Regions from separate parts of the Mus musculus genome. Here regions 2 and 3 are each linked to region 1. The links are chromatin contacts, called in public Hi-C and HiChIP or PLAC-seq maps. All regions are on one chromosome and are shown on one strand. The core of a region is the stretch at or near the end of the contact, and the rest is flanking DNA. Distances in the headings are between cores, read along the strand shown.

Region 1 (4,235 bases), core at 876-3,375:
CCGCTGTTACCGCCAATTTTAGCTATGGTAACGATGTTAAACGTAAGGTTGTGATCTAAGTTCTCCACAATGACAGATCACATGACCTTGTCTTAATGGAGCCTATTATTTCATGTGCTCATTTGAAAGAAATGGAAGATACAGACAAAATGTGTCCCAAGCTTGAGAAATAAAGTCCATCTTTTGTCACATACAGATGTAAAGACTCGCACTAAACCACCAGTGAGAATTATCTCTTCTTTATTGCCCCCCTTAAAACTAAATAGAACTTAGCTTATTTTCTTCTGCACTTCTACCAGCCCCCAAGTGAGAGCAAAACAGGAGTCAAACAGATCCCTTCCTAACGTATTAACTTCTGAAACAGTTCCCCCATTTCCCTCTAGACTATGGAAGTGTTCTCTGTGAAGTAATAGGTCACAATACTGTATACATTATAGAAATGAAACGAAGCATTTGAGTGATAAGAAAATCATCTTAATAGTTTTCTATTCTTCTCTAAAGGTGATTCCCAGAACCATTTTACAAATACACCAGGGTTGGTGGCACAAAGAATACATATATTTAATATAAATGCTGCATGTAACCACAGAAATTGGTTGATGTGTGGACACGCACCTATTCCAAGTTGTGTATGTTTTCTGAAGATTGCAACTAAGAAATTGTGGTTGCTGATGTGTGCTTCACAATGAAGTTACATATCCAGCTGTCAGACTAATCTAGACTCTACAACTCTATTAATCTAAACTCTATCAGCTAAATGTGATTTTAAAAAAGGAAAAAGAAAGTTGGTTTTCTCTCTTACGAACCACAGGAGTGGTGAGTTGGAATTTGAGTAACAGATCTGAAAATCTACTTCTTATGCTGCAATTACTGCTGCTTAATTCTGTCTCCTCACTGTTATGCAGCCAGCATATGCTGTTACTACTTCTCAGGCACAAACAATTATAAAGCTCACTTGACAAATTATTAGAACCGGCTTAGAAAGGCCAATAGGTTTTACCATTCTTACAATTTCCACAATTTTGTTTGAAACCATGACTTTTCTTTGGCTTAAAGGTACAAAGGCCAAAACAATGTTATTTACCATGTGATTTTAAGGTAAATCTAGGTAAGAATGAATTATAATACTGATTTGAAATGACAGAGAAGGTTAATTTATGAGTTTGCTAACTGCTTTGTTACAGATACTGGACATTATTCTGTGTAAGAACACAGAAAGCAAAGGAATGCATTTACAGCAAACACCCCTATTTCACATGAGAGTGACTAGAAAATTTATAAACATAATTACTTCAAAATATGTCTTCTTTATGTGAACGATTTCTCTTTATCCTGCTGGGTAAGTGCACAAGTGCTGAAACTTTGCCAAATACTATTCTCTGGATTTATTTAAAATAAAAAGACAAATAAAAACTAGAGTAAAAAAATAATATAGATCAAAGTTACAAGAGATCAAATAGGGACTGCCTCCCCACTCCCACACACATTTTTCCTCAAGCAGGTATACATACATGTACATACACACCACAAACACACACACACATACATACACATGCACATACACACACATACTACACACAAACCCACATATATACATGCACACACATACATACCCATTCACCCACACACATACATAAACACAGTCACACATCCCACAAGCATACACATACAAACATTCACACACCACACCACACACACACACACACACACACACACACACACACACACGTATACCTTTAATACACACATGTGTGCATGTGTGTGTACATGTATCTTGACATTTTAATCGATCACAGCTGTTTCCAGTTTCCATTTCCATGCCATTTTTTCTCTGGCATGTAATGTGAAGATATCACTTCTTGTTTCCTTATTAGCCTACCGAATTTTCTTAGAAGAAATACCATCTGTCAGGATATATTTACAGAACCATGTATCAAAGCTTCACTCAGTTCACATGCTAACTTTTCAGACTTGGATGCTGAAGTCAGGTTGATCGGGAACTGCCTTATGCTAAAGTCTTGAGACTATGATTGCAGTTTTGAGGTCTGGGGTGCACTCACCGACATATTTGTCTTGTGGTCTAAAAGGACAGCAGAGGGAGCCCCAGCATGAGCTAAGATGAAGCACGGGCAGAACAAAGACTCTTCAGGGTACAGAGACAGGCACAGTGCCCTCTACTGGAGTTGCTGGTACACTCAGATTTCAACCTGAAACTGTGAGCCCTGAATCCTAAACCTGTTCTCAGCAACCTTGATTAGTGTCATAGTTAGGGCGCATGTAGCGGTGCTTTCAAAGTAAAGTCAACCTTACTTTCAGTTAAAAGTAAATACTTATTAATGATATTTGTTTATAAATACTTCATAGTGTTTCAAACAGAAAGATTAAAGAGCTGTACATTTTATCTGATTTTAAGAGGTTAAATTTCAAAAATTTACACACACACACACACATACATACTCACAAGTTTTAACTCATGCCCTGGTGCTATATTTAATGATTTGCAAGAGTTAAATGTGATATAGAAGGTTAAAAGAAAGTAAATACCTATGTTAAAAATACATGAATTTTGTGCTTAATAAGTCAAACTAATTTTTTTTGGAAACCTCACTCATCTTAAAAACTATTTTTTCATCACTATACAAATAACTTATTACAAAATCCTAACATGATACATAATGAACATCCTTCGTTTTGTGCTTACATAAGTACACGAATCTCAGGTAAAATAGATTTGGTCTTGCAGTACACGAACACAGTCTACGTTAAGGTTTGGGTCAGGGTTTATGTTGACTGAATGGCATATTAAATGTATATAATTTCCTTGCAGTGGTCTAAAGCTAAAGCCAGTTTAATCAATCCATTTCAACTTCTGCTAACTTCATAATTCTTTTTGAAGGCTAATGTACAGGAAGAGACCTTTTAGTTCCAAGTGTTTGATGAAGCCGGTAATTTTATTCTAAATATACAAATATTAATTGTAAGAAATCTCTCATTGTATTTTATCATGTAAGCAAATTCAAATCCACTATAAATGGCTTGTGACCAAGGCGTAATCATTCGAAAATAAGCTCACTGGTGGCTATCATTTTTCAGTAAAGTCTAACCTTAGATTTAAATAACATATAAGAAAGCATTATAGTACATTTAATTATCCCTATAATATTTTAGATGAGAAAATATTTGTTTCCCTAATATTTTATTATGGCTTTACCACTACTGGAAACATGTGAATGTGTTGTGGGAAAGAATATATTTGATGTTTTATTTACATTTTTGACTAATTGAAATTTTCTTTTCAGTGGTTTTTGTTGACTTTTATAACACTGTTTTCAAATGTATACCTTTAATACTAAAAATGGTAGATATGTATATATGCTGACTGTGTGCATATAGCATTGATTTACAGTAAAACTACATTTTACTGTTTTGTTTTCAGACAAGGCTATTGATAATGTAACCTAGGCTGACCTTGAACCCATGAACTTCCTACTACAGCTGTAATTACAGATATGAACCACCATGCTTGGCTAGAAAAAAAAAATCTTTTACTCGAAGAAAATGTGACTCTCAAGAGAGAGAAACATCCTCAACCTAGCGATTGAGTATAAGCAATTCTTTCTCCTTCATATTGGCCTACTAACATGAATAGTTTTCATTATCTATGCCAGGAAAAATCTTCCTTAGCTCTGCCTTGTTTGACCTGAAAAGCCATGAGGAAATTATAACCACCACCCGTGGCAACACATGGCTCTGCATCTTCCAAAACACAAGCCTGATGATCCAAATAAGTAAGAAGAACGCTACGTCACATATTTTATTTGATACATTTTAGGAAATGAATATTTAATGAGAAAAGGCACAAAGAATTTAAATACTGAAAAAAATGTGAGCTTGGTAAATTTAGTTATTGGTTATGTGCTTTTAAATGTATTTTGCACCACAAGTCAATGAGATGAATACTATTTTAATATTGTCTTACAGGTAAAAAAAAATATTTAGATTTACAGAAACAAAAATGATCAAGTAACAGAGCTTACATGAGAAGCCTTGGCACTTGATCACAGCCATTCTTGGTTTTGTTATGTCGCTTGTTCTTTAAAACTACAGCATTCCATCAAAAGAAATAGTAAAAGTTTATTATTGAGGGGAAATGTACAGAGGCTGTAAAAACACTTGTTTTCCTTTGTGGTAAACTCTGAGCATCTTAAACACTTAAGAAATGAGGTCATGGGTGT
Region 2 (4,235 bases), core at 667-3,166, 250 kb after region 1:
GGGGAAATGCTACACTGACTTTCGTAATGGCTGCACCAATGTGCACTCCCACCAGCAGAGAACATTCATTCCCATTTCCCACACTGACACCAACATTTCCTGTTATCAATTTTATTCTGTCCGTTGTGATGAACTAAGATGAAATCTTAAAAACAGTTTTAATTTCCCTTAATAGATAATATTGAGCATCTTATAAAATGTTTATCAGCCATTTAAAGTTCATCTTTCAAGAACTCTCTACTTAGTTCAGTGCTAGACATGAGGTATTTTTGCATTATCATTAAACTATAATCAGTTGTTCATTGTTCTTTATTTTTTCCTTAAGCCATGCCAGAATTCTATCCAAATGTCATACATGCACACACACACACACACACATATACATATATACACACACATACACACTGACACACACATGAACACTCACATGCAGACCTAAAGAATATAAGAATGAGGCTAGAGAGATAGATCAGCAGTTAAGAGCTTGATGCTCCTGCAAAGGACCCAGGATCAGTTCCCAGCACCCACATGGCAATTTATAATTACCTGTAACTCTAGCTCCATGGGGATCTGGTGCCTTCGTATGCGCTCCGAGAACACCAGACATGCATGCTCTGTGCACAAACATGGCACCCACTCAGCCACATCAGGTGAAAATAAATCTAAAAAATAAAGGAGGTGAAAAAGAAACACAGAATCAAATAGAGCAAAATAGTAGGGCAGACTTAAAGCTGCCTCCTGGGATCGCTGTCACCTGGGTTTGTGTGGCAGCAGTCACACTTAGGGATTTCCACTTACCCGGCACCAAGAGGGAGATGTGGCTCTCTGGTATTTGTATGGCGTGCTTTCAAAACCTTGTAAAACTGAGCAATCAGCTTTCTCATAACCAGGAAAGTTAGCAAGATTCATTCTTATCACATTACCCTGAAGCCCAGTTAAATTAAACCACACAGTGGGCTGAACTAAGAACTATAGATGACAGCGTCTAGTTGGCCACTCAGAAGACTATCTTAACCGCGATGCTTCCACTAGAAACTTGCTAACCAAGACATAAAAATCGTCGCCTTTATTGAATAGAAATACAATTATAACTTTTAGAGTCTCTTTAAGTAATGATTGCAGAGGAGCTTGGCAGAAACAAAAAAAAATAGAGAACATATCGCAAACAACTATTAATATTTTTTTCAAAAAGAATCATCACACAACTCTAAACAGATGAGGTTTTGAAAATGTGTGTGTGTTCATGGCCATCCTAATCTTAAATAAATGCAAAGCTACGTTTCCAAAATTGCTGTTAGATTTATAAAGTATGCACTGCATACAGGAAAAAAAAAAAAAGAGAATGTGTCTCCCAGAAGATTCAGCAACTGTGTCATAGAAATGAATAACCGAGTTCTTCTTAAAAATACGTTAAACAGAGAGGAGTGGAGAATACAGAAACATATCCTTTTATAAATAAAGTAGAAGAAAGAATAGCTACTGAAGAATGAATGATTTTATCTACAAACCTGATGCATCTCAAAGATTCATTTGTATGTCAAAAGGGAAACTCTAGTAATGAAAGGGGGAGGTTCTAGCACAGTGGATAGACAACGTCCCAGGAAACACTATACAGTGATCTATCTCTGTGGCGGAAAACTATGCCATATGATAGGAAAACGAGATAAGATCTAGAGGGTTCTTCCAAGATATAAATTAAGCTATATTTCCGACCACTCGACAATCCACTCAGCCCCCAGTCGTAGTTGTTCACAGTGTTGGGTTCTTTGGCGTGGTTCCTAAATTCACAGTGCAAGCATAGAATAAAGCAAAGTCTTGGAGAAATGTTGTTTTCAAAGACTGCCAATCACTATCCAGCAGTGTGCCTCAGACTCTGCCTCATAGCTTGGCCAAGTGCTCCACCTTGAGGCCTTTCAGAGTACTCTGTGCAAAGTACAGGGTGTCTCCCTTCAGTCTGGAGTGGTTATTCAAACCTCTCTGGGTCTGTGGAAGCCCTATGCCTCTGGGATCATTCCCTGAGACTCTCAGGAAAGAAGGCTCAGTTAGAAAAATCTGTCTGTATTCCCCTAGTTTACAAACAGTACTGTGTGTGTGTGTGTGTGTGTGTGTGTGTGTGTCTTGTTATTTTTCCTCATCTTCCAGTTTCCTTTTTTCTTTTTTTTTTTTTTGTTTATTAGATATTTCCTTCATTAACATTTCAAATGCTATCCCCAAAGCCCCCTGTACCCTTCCCCCACCCTGCTCCCCAACCCACCCTTCCTGCTTCCAGTTTCTTAAATGCATTCTTAGAAAGCTTCCAAGTAAAGCGAAACAGAGAGGGGTCTCGGCAGGTTTTGCCATCCTCCACTAAATATCTATGTTTTTCTGGTTCTTAGTAAAGTTGGAGGCAGAGGGCATATAAAAGACCTGGATAGAATTAAATGGAACAAGCCAATCTATTTCTAAACCCTTGCTTTCTCGTCTCTAGACTTCCAGAAAGTGGTTTGGCTTCTTATCTAAAAGGAGATGCATCCCCCAAAGATCTGCTGTCAGATTCCGAATGTTTGAAAATTAACACACGTGTTTTTAAGCCAAGCAACTCCTGGAAGGGGCATCAAAGAAGAGGAGTTTATCAAAGAGAACAGCACCGGGCGATTTAGACAGGACATAAATATTCACGCACTTGAAAACGCAAAGCCACTGACCATAAATTTTGACCAAGACCATAACCATTTAAAATTAAGGCACGAATATATTGTGATGTCTTCTGTGAAGACTGTTTCATATCATGATTACATGGGTAAAATATTCATTCAATATGAGATGTCGGCCTACTAAGGCTATGATATAGCAGGGTAGGAGGAGTGTGTCATCCCCCACAGAGAGATGAGTCCACAGCCGCTGCCACCTCAACCCTGCAGAAAAGCCTCGTTCCAGATCATAAAATATCAATCAGGATCCCAGACTGGACAGGCCATCAAAGATAGTCGCTGCTTCTAATGGTGCGGCACCCTTGTCAAGAGGCAACCCGGGCTATGGAGATGGCTCAACCTTCTGAGTTCAGTGCCAGGATTCCACACTGTAGAAGACGAAAACCAGCTCCTGGGAGTTGTCCTCTCACCTCTACATGTATGGCGCATACACTTACCTCGCCGCCACCACATACAGACACAACATAACTAAATAAACGTAATAAAATTTTAATAAGAAGATGACCCAAAGCTCCAGGCAAACACCCTTTAGCTCCCCTGAGTGCCTGTTCTAACTTTGAGCAACTATGACACGTGGAAATTCATTTATCTACCCCGAATCATTCTATTTTTGCTTTAGGTAATACTTGTTTCCATCTGGGGTCCAAATGGTAGTGAGTTTAGCTGTCCCCCTGGGAAAAGCCCTGAGAGACTGTGCAACCCCACTACTCCCTTTCACTCCCCCTCCTCCATACTAGGGAGCCACAGCCTACAGCTCCCTCCTGTGGAATAATCTTAAGCCCTCCTCGTCTTGCTCTGCCCTCACCACACTCCAGGTAGAATAATTTGATATAGATCCTTGAACATGTAATGTCAGGACAGGATGCATTCTCCCAGACATGTCCTTTGCAGAGCTCCATGGTGCGGACCCACACCTCCTGCAAAGCAAATGGCATCTTTCAGTTCTCACTAAATCCATTGTCCTTGTTGGAATCAGAAAAAGGAGGATATGGAAGGCTTATTGTTTGATGAATCAATTTATAGGACGCCTATATCTGCTTTCTCCATCCATACTGCTCTTCTGAAGGTCCTGAGTTCAAATCCCAGTAACCACACGGGATACTCACAACCCCCCATAATGAGCTCTGACACCCTCTTCTGGTGTGTATAAAATCAGCAACAGTGTACTTATGTACAATAATAAATAAATATTTGGGCTGGAGCAAGCAGGGACTGAGAGAGCAGGGCCGACTGGAGCAAGCGGGGTTGACCAGAGCAAGCAGAGGTCCTAAAATTTCGATTCCCAACAACCACATGAAGGCTCACAACCATCTGTACAGCTACAGTATGTATTCATATACACAAAATAAATAAATAAATCTTTAGAAAGAAAGAAAGAAAGAAAGAAAGAAAGAAAGAAAGAAAGAAAGAAAGAAAGAAAGAGGGAGGGAGGGAGGGAGGGAGGGGGAGGGAGGGAGGGAGGGGGAGGGAGGGAGGGAGGGAGGGAGGGAGGGAGGGAGGGAGGGAGGGAGGGAGGGGAGAGGAAAGAGAGAGAAGGAGGGAGAG
Region 3 (4,235 bases), core at 512-3,011, 150 kb after region 1:
CCCAGCTGGGTTGGGTTGCTTGGGGCCTGGCTGCTTGGTGAGTTGTGAATTGGTGAATTGTGAGCACCAATGTGAAACGAAAATGAGGAACATCTAGGGGGCAGAGGGAGGGAACGCGGGGAGTGGGGGTGAGATGCCCGGGTATATCAAACCAGTGCTGAGCTGTCAGCTCTTCCACCCACCGCTGTGACTGCAGGGCTATCCCACCCAACTGTAAAGTCAGCCCTGCTGTGTTGCACCTTAAGAGCAGCTTGAATTGCTGCAGGTCGCTTCTCCAGGATCCCTTCCAGTTGCCATCAAGCAGGCTTGCAGCACAAATCTACATCTGCATCGATTGGCTATCCATCCAGGGACCTTTCACCTGCCCTCTGTTTGTGTGGCTTCATATCTTTATGACACAGAATGGACAGCGTGGCGCCGCGTTGCTGTTATCCATTAACCATTCCTGTTTTACTAATCATCACTGACTCCATCTTTCTCTGTCCTATCTGTTATTGTCTTCTGAAAAGAGATGTGAGGTTTTCTTTGCCTGCTCTGGTTTACATGACATGATTTGTGTATCTGCCTACAAGAGTTTCTCAAATGAACCCTGTGTATTATCTAACCCCCCCCCCCAACCCTTCCTCCTCAGAAGAAAGAAGGAAAGGTTATACATCTGTAAAATGACAGCACTTATGAAAAATTAGAGTTCGGCCCACATGGCTCTCATCAGACACAAGCTCATCTCCTGTGCCACAGACACTGTTCATTTCCTTGACATCAGACCGCAGTTAAAAACAGGAAGCACCTAATAAATTGCCTGCTCTCTCAAATTAACAAAGCATAAAGAACCTTCTAGGTAATCAATGAGTATTTCTTACTCTTAAAAAAAATGCAAGTGTCAAACAGCAGTAACTTCACCATGTGATCACACTTCTCCTATTAAAATGACTTTAAGATGTCAGCCCAACTGAAGTTTGGAAATAAAAAAGCCTGCTCGAGAGAAGGGGTGGAACAAAAAAAACAGGGCTCTCTTCTTATTTTCTGTCATGGAGACATCAAGCATTTCAAAGCCATGATGAAATCTTATCCTGGAGTCACTACACTGAGATTAGGCACACGTGGTTTCAAGAAATGATATGTAATACATAACAATTATGTAAGTGTGAGGATTCCCAAAGTGACACTGTGAGAAATCAATCAGGCCTGTTTTCAAATGTGTGGGGTTGGGGACTCTGAGTCTTATAAAAATATTTTTTTCCCCATCAATATATCTAATTGTTAAGAGCTATTGCTTTTGCCTGTTTTAGCCTAGAGTCGATGCCAAGAGTAGGAAAGTATGAATCAAAAGGGCACTTTCAAAAGCTCTATTTTGGATTTAAAAAACAACCAAGTAAATTTGTTGGCATGGGGGAGGGGGGTGTTAAGCAAGCGTGCTCCTCCTCTGTCTACTCAATGTAAAAAAAAAAAAAAAAAAAAAAAAAAAAAAAAAAAGCTGAAGTCCTTTCACCAAGAAAAGAAAAAAAATAGTGACTCTAAAAAGGTTTGTCCCCTTCTTTCAAAGTCTCTGGACATCTTAATTAGGCTGATGCTTCCACACTTAGGTTTCATCCTTGCCCTTAAAACAAGCTCCCAGGCAATGGAACCATTGGAAATAAAACTTAAGTTCCTGAGTCAAAAACATTCATTGGGAAAACCACATTTCCTCAGCACAGAATTAGAATATGCAGCTTCCAACAGCGACACAAAAGAGCTCTACTCCACTCGGACACTTCCTTACTATGCTGCCAAGAGTGTTCTTGTCTTGTGTGTGAGTGACCCCTTCAGGTGCTAGTTTGAAAAGACTGTTTGATCTACGAAGTAGGAAAAGCCTTCCTGAATGCTAAGAATTTATGGAAAAGCTATTCAACAAAATGTTCGAAATTAATCCAAAAATTGCAGGACAATAATTCTATAATAATATAATATATATAATAATATATAATAATAATTCTATTTTTATGATAAAAAGTCTTAATCAATGCATTCCATTATCCATTCATATACAGCCACCAAGAAAGGTTTTGAATGCTGTGTGCAAGAAGCTATGCTACCAAGAAGGCAAGCACAAGAGTCGGAACACACTGTCAGATTCTACAGATTCTATGCTGTCTCTACAGGTACAGAGGAACTCATTGAATCCTACTATTATCTGAGTCATTCTCAGAAGATATTCATGCCATAAAAACAAGAGGCATAATAATGCAAGATCATGGTTCTTTCTGTGTGCACTAATCACAAACTGCACAATTCATAAGCTATACTTTCCCACCAAACATAATTTCATAATCTTCAGAGTCTCAGATAAAATACCACCTGAACACAGTACTAATAAATCAGTACAATTGATATAAGTCTGACTCGTAAAACATGAAGTGCAGTTAACAGTCATGTCTTTAAATTATGCTCAACTTGAAAAATAAAACAAAAGTAAGACAAGGTATTTCTCACTTGCCCAGTTCATAGGAGTAGAATCTGTGGTAGCTCCATGTACTAGAGATTTCTGAGATGATGGATCTCTACCACAGACGTGACCTACCTATGGTGGTGGCCACCAGCCACAGGGACCCACTGAGCACTTAAAACATGATTAGTGAACTAACACAATTTCACAGTTCATTTAAATGTAGTCACCGGTTTGATGATATCTGTTTTCAATACCACACTGGAAAATAGCCAGTATTTAGAGCAGCAAAAGAAACAATGTCATGCATAGCATTAAAGTGCTTCAGGGGGAAATTTCCATAATTTTTCTTAATATTAGTATTTCAGTATTTTCTCTTATCTAGGAATTCCATTTCAGGATTTGTTTTTCGTATGAAATACTATTGTACTATAAAAGATATCTATGCAAATTAAAATGCTACATTGACCTCAATACAGAATTGAGTAATCTCTTGTACGTTTAAGCAATAAAACTCTGTAGCTTTAAGAGAATTGGAGTAAAGAACATGTAATGACATAAAATATGCCTGTAATTGGTGGTTAAATGAAAACTCAAAATCATCAACATACTATATGATATATTTCAGTATGTGCATAATTTTGGTAGAGTATATCATAAGCAACATTATAGAAATTTAGACAAAAAAGCAAATAAGTTCCAGTTATTCTAAATTGTCACCATTTATGGAGTTTTATTAAAATTTGAAAATGAAAATCATACTGTAACTCCATCCGTTCATTTGTTCCAATTAAAACTATATCACACATATCTTCCCACACCAATAAGAAATATATATATATATATATATATATATATATATATTAACTGAAATTATTTCAGTGTTCCACTGTGCTCATTAAAATAACTTAGTCTTGAACTCATAGATACCTAGTTTCATTTCTAATTGTCCCCTATTTATATACACTCCCAGATGAACATTCTTTCAGTTCAGTCTCTGAAATGTTATTAATGGCTTGATAACACCAGAATAAATCTTTACAAGTTGTAAAAGCTTACTGATAGCAATAACTAAACTGTTTTGAAAGCAAGGCTAAAACCAGTGAATCAATATTAGCCATCATTCCTACTAATACAAATAGTGTGTTGCCTATATGAGTAAATGTTATTAAAATGTTCTAGATATTGCTCTCGAGGCGTTCATTCCACCAACTCAATTATTCCTCTCCATTAATCTTAAGGAAGAACTCAAGACAGTGTTTGCAATGGAAATGATTTACTTTCTGGTAATGAATTCCCTCCTCCTCCTCCTCCTCCTCCTCCTCCTCCTCCTCCTCTTCCTCCTCCTCCTTGTTTCATGGCTCTTTCAAGAAAATGATTCATTTTTTTGGTAAAACTCAGATGCAAAGTGGCTGAGCTCATAGCATCAATGTAGTGGATTTCTAGACATAAAAAGGAAGTCACTCATGACAGGACAAAATACAAGGTACTCCTCAGACACCAAGTCTCAGAGTAAACCTTAGGATCCAGCATGAACCCAGATCTGGAAGCTAATGAAAGGGGAAGAAGGAACCTTAAAGATCAGGAGTTTCCTGGATAGCAAGAGAAGGATCAGAATTCCTTATAATTTGTGTTAAGCTCGGCACTACAGACAGCTTCATAATGATGCAGCCCTGTGATGACGCAGATTTGTGATGATGCAGGAATAGCCTGATGGCCCCCTTTGGTTAATGAATTCCATGCTCTGAGGTGAGGCCAAACCAGTGCATCACCGCTGCCCTGGTTACACACACTTTATGGAAAGTGTGATCAA

What was found. A called contact is a pair of places that touch in the nucleus more often than the background predicts. HiChIP or PLAC-seq counts read pairs in DNA pulled down with a chosen protein or histone mark.
Region 2: a Hi-C map of the HPC-7 cell line shows a contact between it and region 1, with 11 times the contacts expected there. The contact joins two enhancer-like sites. A contact is called at or near these places in 5 of 15 datasets of contacts at CTCF or cohesin (embryonic stem cells, hippocampal excitatory neurons, pro-B cells and 1 more), 144 of 484 Hi-C or Micro-C datasets (the AML12 cell line, the AtT-20 cell line, the BV-2 cell line and 74 more) and 8 of 115 datasets of contacts at active chromatin or transcription factors (the HPC-7 cell line, PVALB interneurons, astrocytes and 4 more).
Region 3: an H3K27ac HiChIP or PLAC-seq map of the HPC-7 cell line shows a contact between it and region 1, with 11 times the contacts expected there. The contact joins two enhancer-like sites. A contact is called at or near these places in 3 of 15 datasets of contacts at CTCF or cohesin (embryonic stem cells, pro-B cells and stem cell-derived epiblast-like cells), 86 of 484 Hi-C or Micro-C datasets (the AML12 cell line, the C2C12 cell line, the G1E-ER4 cell line and 44 more), 11 of 115 datasets of contacts at active chromatin or transcription factors (the HPC-7 cell line, astrocytes, cardiomyocytes and 6 more) and 1 of 9 other capture datasets (embryonic tail).

What each region holds. Positions count from the first base shown.
Region 1 is chr3:128,335,126-128,339,360 of GRCm38.p6, reverse strand. No RefSeq gene overlaps it. Among named protein-coding and RNA genes, the nearest start is that of Gm52639, 36 kb to the left of the region's middle. Within about 2 kb of position 2,125, at least 2 of the 459 cell types and tissues checked have an H3K27ac peak or open chromatin away from gene starts, as enhancers often do. A contact at or near this core is called in the HPC-7 cell line, where this site is marked.
Region 2 is chr3:128,086,067-128,090,301 of GRCm38.p6, reverse strand. No RefSeq gene overlaps it. Among named protein-coding and RNA genes, the nearest start is that of Gm35667, 120 kb to the right of the region's middle. Within about 2 kb of position 1,916, at least 3 of the 459 cell types and tissues checked have an H3K27ac peak or open chromatin away from gene starts, as enhancers often do. A contact at or near this core is called in the HPC-7 cell line, where this site is marked.
Region 3 is chr3:128,183,992-128,188,226 of GRCm38.p6, reverse strand. The region is part of intron 2 of D030025E07Rik (RIKEN cDNA D030025E07 gene); the gene reads left to right. Among named protein-coding and RNA genes, the nearest start is that of D030025E07Rik, 45 kb to the left of the region's middle. Within about 2 kb of position 1,761, at least 3 of the 459 cell types and tissues checked have an H3K27ac peak or open chromatin away from gene starts, as enhancers often do. A contact at or near this core is called in the HPC-7 cell line, where this site is marked.